Linked DNA regions of Xenopus laevis: region 1 is linked to region 2. The links are chromatin contacts, called in public Hi-C maps. All regions are on one chromosome and are shown on one strand. The core of a region is the stretch at or near the end of the contact, and the rest is flanking DNA. Distances in the headings are between cores, read along the strand shown.

Region 1 (5,924 bases), core at 2,115-4,614, 160 kb after region 2:
AACAAGAAATTCTCATAAAAAATGCTGTATAGAAGTAAGAACAAAAACCTAGATGTGTGGTTTCATTTTTCTGTACTAGACATGTATGGGCTTTATTTCTATTGATAATATTATCCTGAAAATTTGACCATTTGGAGAATTAAGGTGCCTATATTTATAAAAGCATAGGGTGTTTTTTTTAATATTCAGTATCATTGTGCCATATGTGCTAGTAAATAATGTGATTGAAGAATTTATTATAAAGGGATAAAATTAATTGCATCAGTTGAGTATATTATTGCATTTAACTCCTTAATATATCACAGTCAACATAAGAAGAAGCAAGGATAGAATGTAGAAAGGTACAGAATGCTTCTTTAGTCCAATGCTTCTAATCTAACACTATACTATGGGGTAATAAACCCATGTGGTCACCATAAAAGTCACAAAAAATACAGTATGCAGTAAACAGTTGTTTGAATCCTTTAAAAAAAAAAAAAAAATAGGGCATGTGAAAACCATGAGGATAAAAGTGTATTTAAAATGCACCAACCTCATGAACCATCAATTTTTAGACACTGCATGCCTCCCCACCCACATGTGTGGAGCCATTGATTGTAAGATGGATATGCAGAATGAATATTTCCCTGCTGTAGAAGTAGTAGAAGAATATATGCCAGCTCTACTAGTCATGTATGTTCCCTCCATGATTGTCCTATGTGAGAGACAAGACCAAGAATGTATAAAACAAAGGTAAGTTGTCTAGATCAAGTTCACCCTCTCAAGCATTTATGTGAATGTGTCCAAGTTTTGGTACAAAATTCTGAATAACCACGGTATTTAAGCTGGACCCCCTCTGAAGTAATGGGAAGAAGTGTATGCAATGGAATTGGAGTCATTCAGACCAACTAAGGAAGAAAGTCCAACAGCTGCATTTATTGGAGGAATGTAAATAATATAGTACATATGACCCATACAGGGATAATATGTACTTATTCACCAAAATATTTTTTTTAAATATACCTCTACCCCTGCTTACAACCCTTGCACTTGGTGGGATTTCATGTTACTACAGAAACTGTATAAAGAAAGTTACTTCAGAAGTTTTCCAGATACTGAAGACAAGGCACTCAAACACATACTTGCAAACAAAAGGTGGTTTACAAGTCAACAGAGATTAAAGAACCATAATTCACTAGAGGCAAACTGTTAGGTAGCCCCAGTTTTTTCCCCTGGGCTTTTTGCAAACGTCCTTAGGCATTGCCTCCATCTTTACTGTCTCTGTGCGTTGTCCATATAAACAAACTGACCTACCAAGTCCAGTAGTGTAAGATTGAAAATGTTTTCGTTTAGCCAAACAGTGCAGATTCAGTTGGATTTTGGACTCTTATCAGCCCGTCTATGGCCATCTTTATTCTACGGAGCGACACCTAGGATAAACAGGAAAGAAAGCCACAGAGTGCTGCTTTCAAAGTAGTTGAACCAGATGCCCAAGGGCCCGGTGGGCAAAATTTGCAACCACTGGGCCCGCCATTCCCTACCAATTGCCACCAGCTCATCGCCACCATCAGGTCCCGTGGGAGACGGGACCCCCTGTCCACCCCAGATCCTTCCACAGTTGAGAGTTTAGACAGAAACAGTGGGCTGCTGATATTGGTGCTGGGAGAGGGGAACTATGGGGGGGGGTATTTATCATGCTGTGTAAAACATTGGAGAAAAACATCAATGGTGAGGGTGCCCATAGCAGCCAATCAGCAATTTGATCAGAGAATTAGACAGAATTAGACAATTAGATTAGAGAATTAGACCATCACCTACAAGTTAAAAAATAAAAGCAAAGATCTGATAATCAAATATTTTATTAGGGATGCCACCATAGTTTTAGCCCCACACACTAACAATAGGCTGCCAATTAGCTCAAATACAATCTAGTTTGCATCCAACATCTGTATGAGTAGAGTATGACATAATCTAACTGGTAAAATAAGTCTGGTATAATAACTTTATATTCAACCATGTAAAGGTATGGCTATGCATGTATGTATGTATAATAACTTTTGGACTACAAATGCACCATACTGATATAATTTGCTGATTATATGGTGTAGGTATATTTGATATACAGAGTTCTATGAAATCTCAAATGGTACGACTATTAAAAATATAATCATTTCACTGCAAACAAGTCCAAACAAGTCATCTTTTTTTTATTTATTTATTTTCTTGCCTCATCATTTTCAGAGCTAGACAAATTAATTTCTCTAACCCGAGAAACATTTTCTGTATAAACTACACATTCTAGCAAATGCAATCTAGGCCAGGTCTGTAGTAACAAAGCATATATTGATTTTACAAGATCATCAAAAATAAACAAATTCAAATATGCAACTTGTGTGGGAATTTTCTGGCTTTTACATGTATTTGGGCTGAATGGGAAATTGCTATGCCTACAGCTTGGGCTTGCTGAGGGGTGGGGGCTAATTCAAAAAGCATGTGAGTAAAGTACTTACACAAAGGCTCCTATTATTCCCAGATTACCCTTCATTGTAAAACAGCACACATGTGGAAAAGAAAAGACATTATTTGTGACTTGACATTCCTTTTACTTCTAAGGATAAAACAGTAACACTTCTGTGATTTATCTGCATTTTATTGAGAAGAAATATTTTACAATTTGAATAGTAAAAGCAGTTTGATTATAAAAATGTAATTCTGGAATAAATATTAGCAATAATAGACTTTTAGACAGATTCAAGGTTTATGGTTGTAGCATTTGAACCCACTGGTGAAGTTTCTCCTTGGCCACTGTAGAAATGGGAAACAATGAGTACACTTCCGCCTGCTATTAAGAATAACCCACCAGTCCAGCCAGAAAACATAGCACTTCCATATTCAAAACGAGGAATGTCTTTGGGTAAGTTCCAAAATTTCACAAAGGCATCATAAGCAAAGTAGGATACAAAACAGGTGGATGAGGCGCCGGCTAGTAAAAAAAGACCTCCTCCAATCATAATTGCTATTTTTCGAACATATTTATCTTGGTCATCAAGACACTTCAGACAGGTCAGTGCAGGTGTGGAGACCATAAATCCGAGCACCCCACAGGATACCGAAAGACACATAAGTACACGACCCAACTGGATCTGAAGAGGCAAGTCAAGGATAGTTTGGAAATCTTGACATACTCTTGAACCCACATCTTGAATGGCACAGGTCTGCCACAAACCAAGTTGATAGCTTTCATTGACAAGCATACCTGACGAGACAATCAACCAGCGAGGTATGAATAAAGCCACCAAGCAGCAGATGTAACCAATTAGCGAAAGGAACAGAGCTGCAAGTTCAGTAAGGCAAAGCCCTGAATCCATTTGAGCGGCTCTGTCTTCTTTGCCTCTGTGTGGAATGACTGGCTGCCAGCAAAAGGCAAGCTTTCACATACCCATCTGAAGGCTGCCTTGAATAAATCAATGTCTCTTTTTCTATTTCTGAGCCTACAGTGTTCTGTCACATATGCCCTATTGTGGTCAGATGCTATCACAACTCTCAAAAAGTAAGTTGAATAAATGTGCCAATTCTTCTAAGAAAATAATAGGACTAAATCACACGAGCTTTCTACTGGTGTAAAAAAATGAAAATAATATTTATGTACTATATCAGGAATGAAGTATAATTTTTCATGTACTGGAGTGGATAGAGATGCAGATATTAATAAATGGTCATTATTTATAATCAGACTAGAAACAAATCAATCAACGAAAAATGAAAAAATGAAAATAATATTTATGTACTATATAAGGAAAGAAGTATAATCTTTCATGTACTAGAGTGGATACAGATGCAGATATTAATAAATGGTCATTATTTATAATCAGACTAGAAACAAATCAATTTAAAGAATTGTATTATTGTTTTTAGATGGGACAATTGTGATCAAAAAAGTTTATAATTAAATTCAAAGAAATGTCACTGTAATCACAGGGACTGTAAACGGACACATTTTTTCACACTTTTCAGCATTTTTTTCATTCATACTTTTATATTCGGATCTTTTATACCCTCCATGGCATATGTGGTTTTAGAGAAATAGAGTTTAATTGTGGTTTCAAATTGTGGTTTCAAAAAGCTGTAATCTAAAAAAAAATTCTAAAGAAGAGAATCCTTGAATGGTTGTTTCTAAGAGCCTCAAAAAGAACTGCTTACTTGGTGAGATCAAAAGATGAGCGGATCTTACCACTGGTTACTAGAGGAGACAAAAATGCTGCTTATTGTAACTTTAAGAGATGAATTTACGGTTTTCAAACCAGAAATTCAAAGAGCGCTTCTCTGTGCTAGCAACCTGGACTCCCTGGACCCCTCTGGGATGGCAGCAGCTGCAAGCCACTTAAGGTGGAAAAGGGGCTAGAATCGCCCCTGAACTGTACCCCTGCATGGTCACCATGTGGTGGATAATATTGTGCTCAACCTAGGGCCAAACAATCAGTTCAAAACAACAGGGATACAGGCTGACAAGCTGATGTCCACATTAACAAGCCAATGCCATCTTAACCCTAACAGGATTTTCTGCCATATATCTTTTGGGCAGGCACATTGGAGGGCACCATACTCGGTCTGGATGGGCCAAATTGTCAGCTTAAATGGCCTCCTCACCCCCTGTGTATGGCCTCCTCACCGCCTGTCCACAGTTAGTCCCTGATTTGAATGAATCTGCAATTATAAAAAGAAAGGGCATATGAAGACAGACCTCAAAAAAAAAAAGATTTCATTGGCTCATTCCTCTTAAATTTATTTTTTTTTTCACAAAAAGGGCATCCCTTTTCATTCTGTGCAATATAGTCAGTTTTGCTGCAGAAATAGCATTTAACCACCTGCAAACTTGGATATTCACACCTTATCTGGACACCAGGTCTGCAACATTATCAGGGTTGTCACCTGTCCGGTTTTGACCTGGAAAGCCCAGTTTCCAGGAGGGCTGTCCGGGTCAAAATTGCCTGCCCAGTTTTCCTAATTTGGAAAACCGGGCAGGATTCCCTAAGATTGATGTGACAATTGGTCAATTGCTAATTGCCACACCATAGCTCCAAATACCCACCTTTGCAGCATCACTACCCCAAACCACTACCATCAGCGCTATCAATGTTCCTAAACGGGGAATGTTTTTCTATATAAAAAAATTCTATTAACACCCTTTGGTAACGATAGGCTAGTTAACTGCTCACCAATTACTTTAATTGGTTCGGGTGCATCAAGCCCCGAACCCTGCTCTTAAGAGTTAAATCAGCCTCCTCTTCAATAGTGTAGTTCAACGACTCTCAAAAGATAAAACTCTTACCAAATCGATGTTTTGACCCGGGTGCAGCCGCCCCGAGTCCGTCGCTAAGAAATTCACGGCAGTCACAGCGTTCAATCTCTTTGCGACAGCGCACTCCGGATCCCACACACAGACCGCCGAAGTCAGGTGTTATAGTTAAAAGTTATAAGCTTTATTTGAACATTAGATATATGTAAAAGCGTCCAAGGTCTGACGCGTTTCATGTCTACGAACTTCCGCATCACTACCCCACCCACAACATAACTACCCACCCCCTTGACATAACCATCCCGCCCCCGACCCGGAGTTACAGTGGGGGAAAGGTGGCAAACCTACACATTATGGATCCATCATGGGATGCGCCCACTATAGTTCACCGTAAAGAGCCACAAACAGTGACATAACTACCATACAGTAGACCTGCAGTCACAGGGGTGCCTGCAAAGATTTTTCTTTTAGGGGAGCAGGATCCTTCTAGTTAAGCCACTGGAACTAATCCAAATTTTATTGTAAATTGTGCAACTACATAGATCTGCGGAAGGTATGTGTACAGATTATAAGAAACCCCAAGGATTTTTCATTTTCACAAATCGTATTTTATAGTGCTAAAAATCGTGGATTATACTAATTACTCTAA
Region 2 (6,322 bases), core at 2,783-5,282:
AAAGCTTGAACATAATCCAAAGAAAAATGACATATGCATACCCAAACATGAAATATTTAACTTAAAGCAAACCCTTTACACCCCCTTCCACCTCCCCCCTAGGCCGTGGCCTGCACAACTTAGTCCCCTAGTGGTGTGGTGGGCTAAGTGTCCAGGTGTGTACATCTACTGCTATGGCGTCCCTTAAACACCTCTCCTGGAACGTCAGGGATCTAAATTCTAAAATCAAACGTGGTCTTATATTTCAATACGTTAAAAAATATGTCCCAGATATTGTCCTGCTACAGGAAACGCATTTGGTTGGTAGTTAAATCCTTGCACTTAAAAAAGCTTGGGTCGCCAAGATTATACATGCTTCCTACTCTACTTACTCCCGTGGAGTGGCAATCCTCATAGATAAATCGGCCAACATCAGTGTTCAGCAAATCTGTACAGACCCACAAGGTAGATATGCACTAATAAGATTCCTGTGGGAAAGCACTGCATATGTGATTGCCTGTGTGAACCTACCTCCTCCTGCCAACCTAGCTATCCTCTCTGAAATACTGGCCAAAACTTAGCAATTGGGACCCAGCCCTGCTGCTACTAATGGGAGACCTTAACCTGGCGCTGTCCCCTGTCTTAGATAGACATGTGCCCATAGACACAACTGCAAGCCCTCTTGCAGATTGGTGTGAAACCTACAATCTTATAGACCCTTGGAAGCATAAATTCCCTAGTCAAAAAACATACTCCTGCTTCTCTGCATCCCATGAGGTCGCCTTTAGAATAGACATGGCGCTAATGTCTAAACCCCTTCTAGCAGAGGTGCTTGAAGCCAAATACCTCCCAAGTGGTATTTCAGATCACGCCCCTTTAATGATTAGCCTGAGCTCCCAAAGGGACGCCTGCTCCCCACAATAGAGATTGCACCCTAAGTGGTTCCAAGTCACAGAGGTTTGAGAGCAAATGTTAAATGAACCAATGAACCAATCTGGGAGACATCTAAGGCCTTCCTGAGAGGTACATGTATGTCAGCGGTAGCCAACTAGAGGAAGAAACTCAATCAAAAAACTATACAGCTAGAGGGAGAAATTGAATTGGCAGAAGGGGAGTTTGCCAGGACCTCCTCAGCACACAATTTTGAATAGGTATCTAAGGCCCACAGAAGCCTTCAACTACACGGGGCTGACAAAACTAAAAAGAAACTCCTCCACTCAAACCACCTCTTATTTGAGAAAGGAAATAAGGGGGGGGGGAAGTTATTGGCGTTCCTCCTAAGGGAGACCACTGCTTCAACCCCTATCTCACAGGTACGCTCTCCTATGGGAGATCTATATGACAACCCCAAGAGCATCAACGACACATTTGTCCACTTCTACCAAACACTTTACCAGTTTACACAAAATGAATATACTCCAGACCCAAGGGAATATCTTAAAAACATCCCCTTAGAAAGTTTGTCATTACAGGACACACAAATCCTTAAAGGAACCTTTGTCAACTGAAATTAAAGATGCATATCCCTATTCCCCACTGGGAAAACCCCAGGTCTGGTAGGCATCCCAATGTAATCGTACAAACTCAACATGGACTCCCTGGCTCCTAGGCTCTTAGGCTGCTCCAGCTGTATGAGACAGCCTTTGAATCAGGAATTTTACCAATATTTCTAAGAGAAGCCTTAATAGTTCTAATACCTAAAAAGGGGGAGACCCATAGGAATATATCGACTACTGGCCCATCTCGCTTCTTTCCAATGATGTTAAGATTCTGGCAAAGGTATTATTCAATCGGCTTACTAAGGTAATGCTGTCAGTGATACATCCTGTTCAATCGGGTTTCATGCCAGGTGGGGCAATTGACATTAACATAAGTAGACTGTACACCAATTTGGATTAACCCAGTTGGGGGGCTATCCTGGAGCAGTGGTCTCCCTGGACATAAGGCATTTGATTCGGTAGAATGGAGATATTTGTGCAAGGTGAGGACACTTATGGGATTGGGCCTAAGTTTAAACAATGGGTTCAATTACTCTATACCAGCCCAATAGCACGAATTCACACTAACAAACTAGAGAACGTGACACGGGTGCCCGCTCTCCCCTTATCTATTTGCGCTGACCATAGAACCCCTAGAAATAGCGATCCGAACAAGCCCACAAATCCAGGGCTTTTGGGGAAGTAGAGATCCACAAAAATTCACAAGATCCACAAAAATTCAGAGAGTTGAATATAGACCCAACAATACAACAATTAAGCACAAACTTTATGCACTGGGCAGTCCTTCCACTCAATATTGTGTCGTATTAATCTTATAAAGATGGTAGTACTGCCCAAACTACTATACTTATTCCATAATTCCCCTACCCCCCTCCCTGCCAGTATGTTTGCCAGGCTAGACTCCCTGACTCCCCCCTTATATGGGCCAATAAGCAACCGCGCATAATCCTTAAGACCTTAGCAGCCCCAAAAAGCAGAGGTGGGCTATCAATGCCACGCTTCTACCACTTCTACCACTACTACCACACAGTTAGTCTATGTAGCGTGGTGGTTTTCCTCTTAAGCCGAAAATGTAGTCTTTCCTATGTCAGCAGAGGCACCTGGTTCGATTGAATCACTTGCTTATGTTCCCTTATGGGGGACTACTCAAAGGGGATGCCCCTCGTCTACCCTAAGCATGTTACCTGGTATAAAATCAAATATTTGGGACAACTATATGAAAACAAAAATTTTAAGACCTATGAAACTTTAGTAACCGAATATATACTCCCGAGAACAACGTGGTTCAGAAACCTCAAACTCAGACATGCAGCAAATAGCCAAATACCTAGTTTCCTACTCCCCCCCCCCCTGGGGTCTCCCTCTCAGTCCTCGAAGAAGGGCTCAGGGCACCTGTCCAGAAAGGGTTAACCTCCCGGATCTATTCTATACTCAGTAAGCAGAGGGGTAATCCCTTTGCCCAAAGTTATACTAAATGGACATCTGATATGCCACAGTTAAACCTAGAAGATTGGGAGGACTTTACCAACTCCTATTTATCCACTGTAATTAGTAGCAACGATACTCTAATACAGTACCATACAATACATAGAACCTGCCTTACGCAAGTGAGGCTGAATTCCATAGGCCTAATGGCAAATGTTTCAAATGTGGAGGCAGCCCAGGCACGTTTATGCATACTTTATGGTCCTTTCCAATAATTGATAAATTTTGGGCAAAAGTAACAACATTCACAGAACAAACTCTGGACTTGCCCAATATGCGATCACCAGAAGCATGTCTCCTGGGACTAGTGGAAAGTATAGTGCCCGACAAGCATAACTGCTCCCTGTTGCGGCCTTTATATTTCTATGCTAGGAAAACAATTCTTCTGTCATGGAAACTGCCCAAACCACCCACCCTGAAAAGATGGAAATCCTTGATAAATGAGGCTTTACCACTCTATAAACTGACCTACTTGAGCCGAGGCTGCCCAAACAAATTTCACAAAGTCTGGGGCCCATGGGCAGACACTGGACTCAGCTACAGAACAGGACAGCAGATAAACAACTCCTAAGACAGGAACATTTGAGTATACTGAACAACCTCCATGGCCTTAACCCCCCCTATATGTAGTGTGTCTGTTATAAGTTGAGGGGGAAAAAGTTTGTTCATTCATATGTACCCCTGCTTGTCGGGGAAAATGTAAAAAAGATGGTTCAAACACATATAAAGAAGAAATGCTTTATTATAGTCATCAACAAATATGTTGTTGTTCAAACAAATAAAGAAAACTTTTAAAAAAAAAAGTTACTTCAAACCCTGTACATTGGGTATAACAACTGCTTAAATAAATGTTTCTCATGGTGGCGGGGGGGGGGGGGGAACCTGAGGCTCTTTTCAGCTGTTATCGAACTACATCTTCCAGATTCCTTTGTCTGTCATGGCTTGCTGGGAGTTGTAGTTTACCGGCAGAAGGGGGAGACAACAGGTTGGAGATCCTGGCATTAGACAGTGTTATAATGTTATAATGACACGAGCATTCTCTCCAAGGGATAATCAGGGAGTGATTGGTAAGCACTAGTTGGGGGAAGGGAAGGAGCCAGCCTGCAGGGAAGCAACTCTATTTGCTTCTTCTTTTTCTTTCTTTCTGATATTGTGCTTCCCCCCCCCCCAAAAAAAATCGCAATCGTTCATCCTGGGCTGAGGAAACAAAAACAAGGCTCCAGTTGGAGGAAAGAAAAGCTTTAGTGTGAGGGGGGTGACCAGAGAGCAGGAAAGAGCCAGAACTGATTATTCATTCAGGTTGGAAGCAGCGGCTCAGTCACCTCTAGCATTGCAACCAGGAGGTCGGCTCCTACCAGGAAAGAGACACAATAAGGAACCGGGCACCTGCTGGGACTTGCGGACGGGCCTATTGCCTTATGATTATCATTTGCTCTTCAAGTTTGCCCCAATCTGAACAGGTGGTTTTTGGGTAACTGCTGAAATTGGCCAAGGAGATGAAGCAGGTCCTGGGTTTCAGATCAGAATTATCGTAGTTTATTGTTACGGCCCTGGGGGAGTTTTGTCTTATACTGATGGCGTTAGTGCCTGTGCACTGGGGGCAATGTTCAGTGCGTGGGAGTCCATAGGAGGCCCTGGCTGAACTCCCTGGAGGACTTTTCTTCTACTCGATTCGACATTTTGGATTTGCTGCTCATTTTTCTAGGTGCTCTGCTTGGAAACATTCCCAAAGTTCGTTTCAACAGAGAAACTTAGCCTTTGCTCAGCCTGTGGAATAAAGTAGCGAGACCGGCGAATTTGATCTGTCAGGAAATAATGAAAAGAGAATTGCGTTTCTTAAGGCAGTCGGATCTTTTTCTTGCAGCAGAGGGTGCATGTTGGTGTTAGGCTGCCTGCAATGTATTGCCTCCGCCTGGGAATTTGCTCATAAGAGGATCTGTCATTCATCACCCATTGCTCCTGGACTGCACAGTGTTGGTTTCAGTGCACAGCTACCAGCATGGAGAACCTGGAGCCAAGAGCTGGGCACGAGAGTTTTCTACCTGAGGATACAAGTGTTCAGCATGGTTTGTTGGATCAAGGGCAGACAGTGGTGGAGAGGAAACTAATGGAAGGCTACAGGCTGGTGGATGTTATTCTTACTGGAGGTGCTCCATGGGGATTTACTTTGAAAGGTGGCAAAGAACATGGAGAGCCCCTTATCATTACCAAGGTAAGGAGAACAAAATAAGCTACATGGATATAACTTAGGGTTGTAGAATGACACACTTATTGCAAGAACACATTTCCTGCTGGACAAATTACATTGGCTTCAAATTGTAGCACAGACTTCCATCGGGAACCAGTGGCACATCTTTCAGTTGTAGTTTAAACATTACTTTTAACACTTTACAGGCTCTGGCTCTGTAGAGTCAGACCCTGTATACTGAGCATTGCTCTGAAAACACGAGTGTACGTGTTCGCATTTAACCTCTTTAAATTAGTACATTTTGATTCACTGAATGCTACATTTGTGAATGACATGTCAGAGCTAGAATGCAGCAGGGTGACTGAGCTAATGACTATATGCGTTGGTTGGTTGGTTCAAACAAATAAATACAACTTTTAAAAAAAAAAGTTACTTCAAACCTTTTACATTGGGTATAACAACTGCTTAAATAAATGTTTCTCATGGTGGGGGGGATCTTGAGGCTCTTTTCAGCTGTTATCGAACTACATCTTCCAGATTCCTTTGTCTGTGTGGGTTGCTGGGAGTTGTAGTTTACAGGCAGAAGGGGGAGACAACAGGTTGGAGATCCCAGCATTAGACAGTGTTATAATGACACGCGCATTCTCTCCAAGGGATAATCAGGGAGTGATTGGTGAGCACTAGTTGGGGGAAGGGAAGGAGCCAGCCTGCAGGGAAGCAACTCTATTTGCTTCTTCTTTTTCTTTCTTTCTTTCTTTCTTTCTGATAGTGTGCTTGCCCACCCCCAAAAAATCGCAATCGTTCATCCCGGGCTGAGGAAACAAAAACAAGGCTCCAGTTGGAGGAAAGAAAAGCTTTAGTGTGAGGGGGGTGGCCAGAGAGCAGGAAAAAGCCAGAACTGATTATTCATTCAGGTTGGAAGCAGGAAGCAGCAGCTCAGTCACCTCTAGCATTGCAACCAGGAGGTCGGCTCCTGCCTCCTACCAGGAAGGGGACACAATAAGGAACCGGGCACCTGCTGGGACTTTCGTACAGGCCCATTGCCTTACGTTTGTCATTTGCTCTTTAAGTTTGCCCCCCTCTGAACAGGTGGTTTGTGGGAAACTGCTGAAAGTGGCCAAGGATATGAAGCAGGTCCTGGGTTTCAGATCAGAACTATTGTAGTTTATCG

The links. A called contact is a pair of places that touch in the nucleus more often than the background predicts.
Region 1: a Hi-C map of the XTC cell line shows a contact between it and region 2, with 3 times the contacts expected there. The contact joins the promoter of LOC108707495 here to the promoter of shroom2.L in region 2. A contact is called at or near these places in 2 of 4 Hi-C or Micro-C datasets (the XL177 cell line and the XTC cell line).

The regions. Positions count from the first base shown.
Region 1 is chr2L:79,739,899-79,745,822 of Xenopus_laevis_v10.1, forward strand. It overlaps LOC108707495 (putative claudin-24), which reads right to left and starts at 3,365. Exons shown (of 1, transcript XM_018245494.2): 1 at 1,988-3,365. The coding sequence starts at 3,347. The coding sequence ends at 2,721.
Region 2 is chr2L:79,583,231-79,589,552 of Xenopus_laevis_v10.1, forward strand. It overlaps shroom2.L (protein Shroom2), which reads left to right and starts at 4,033. Exons shown (of 10, transcript XM_018246619.2): 1 at 4,033-5,175. The coding sequence starts at 4,963.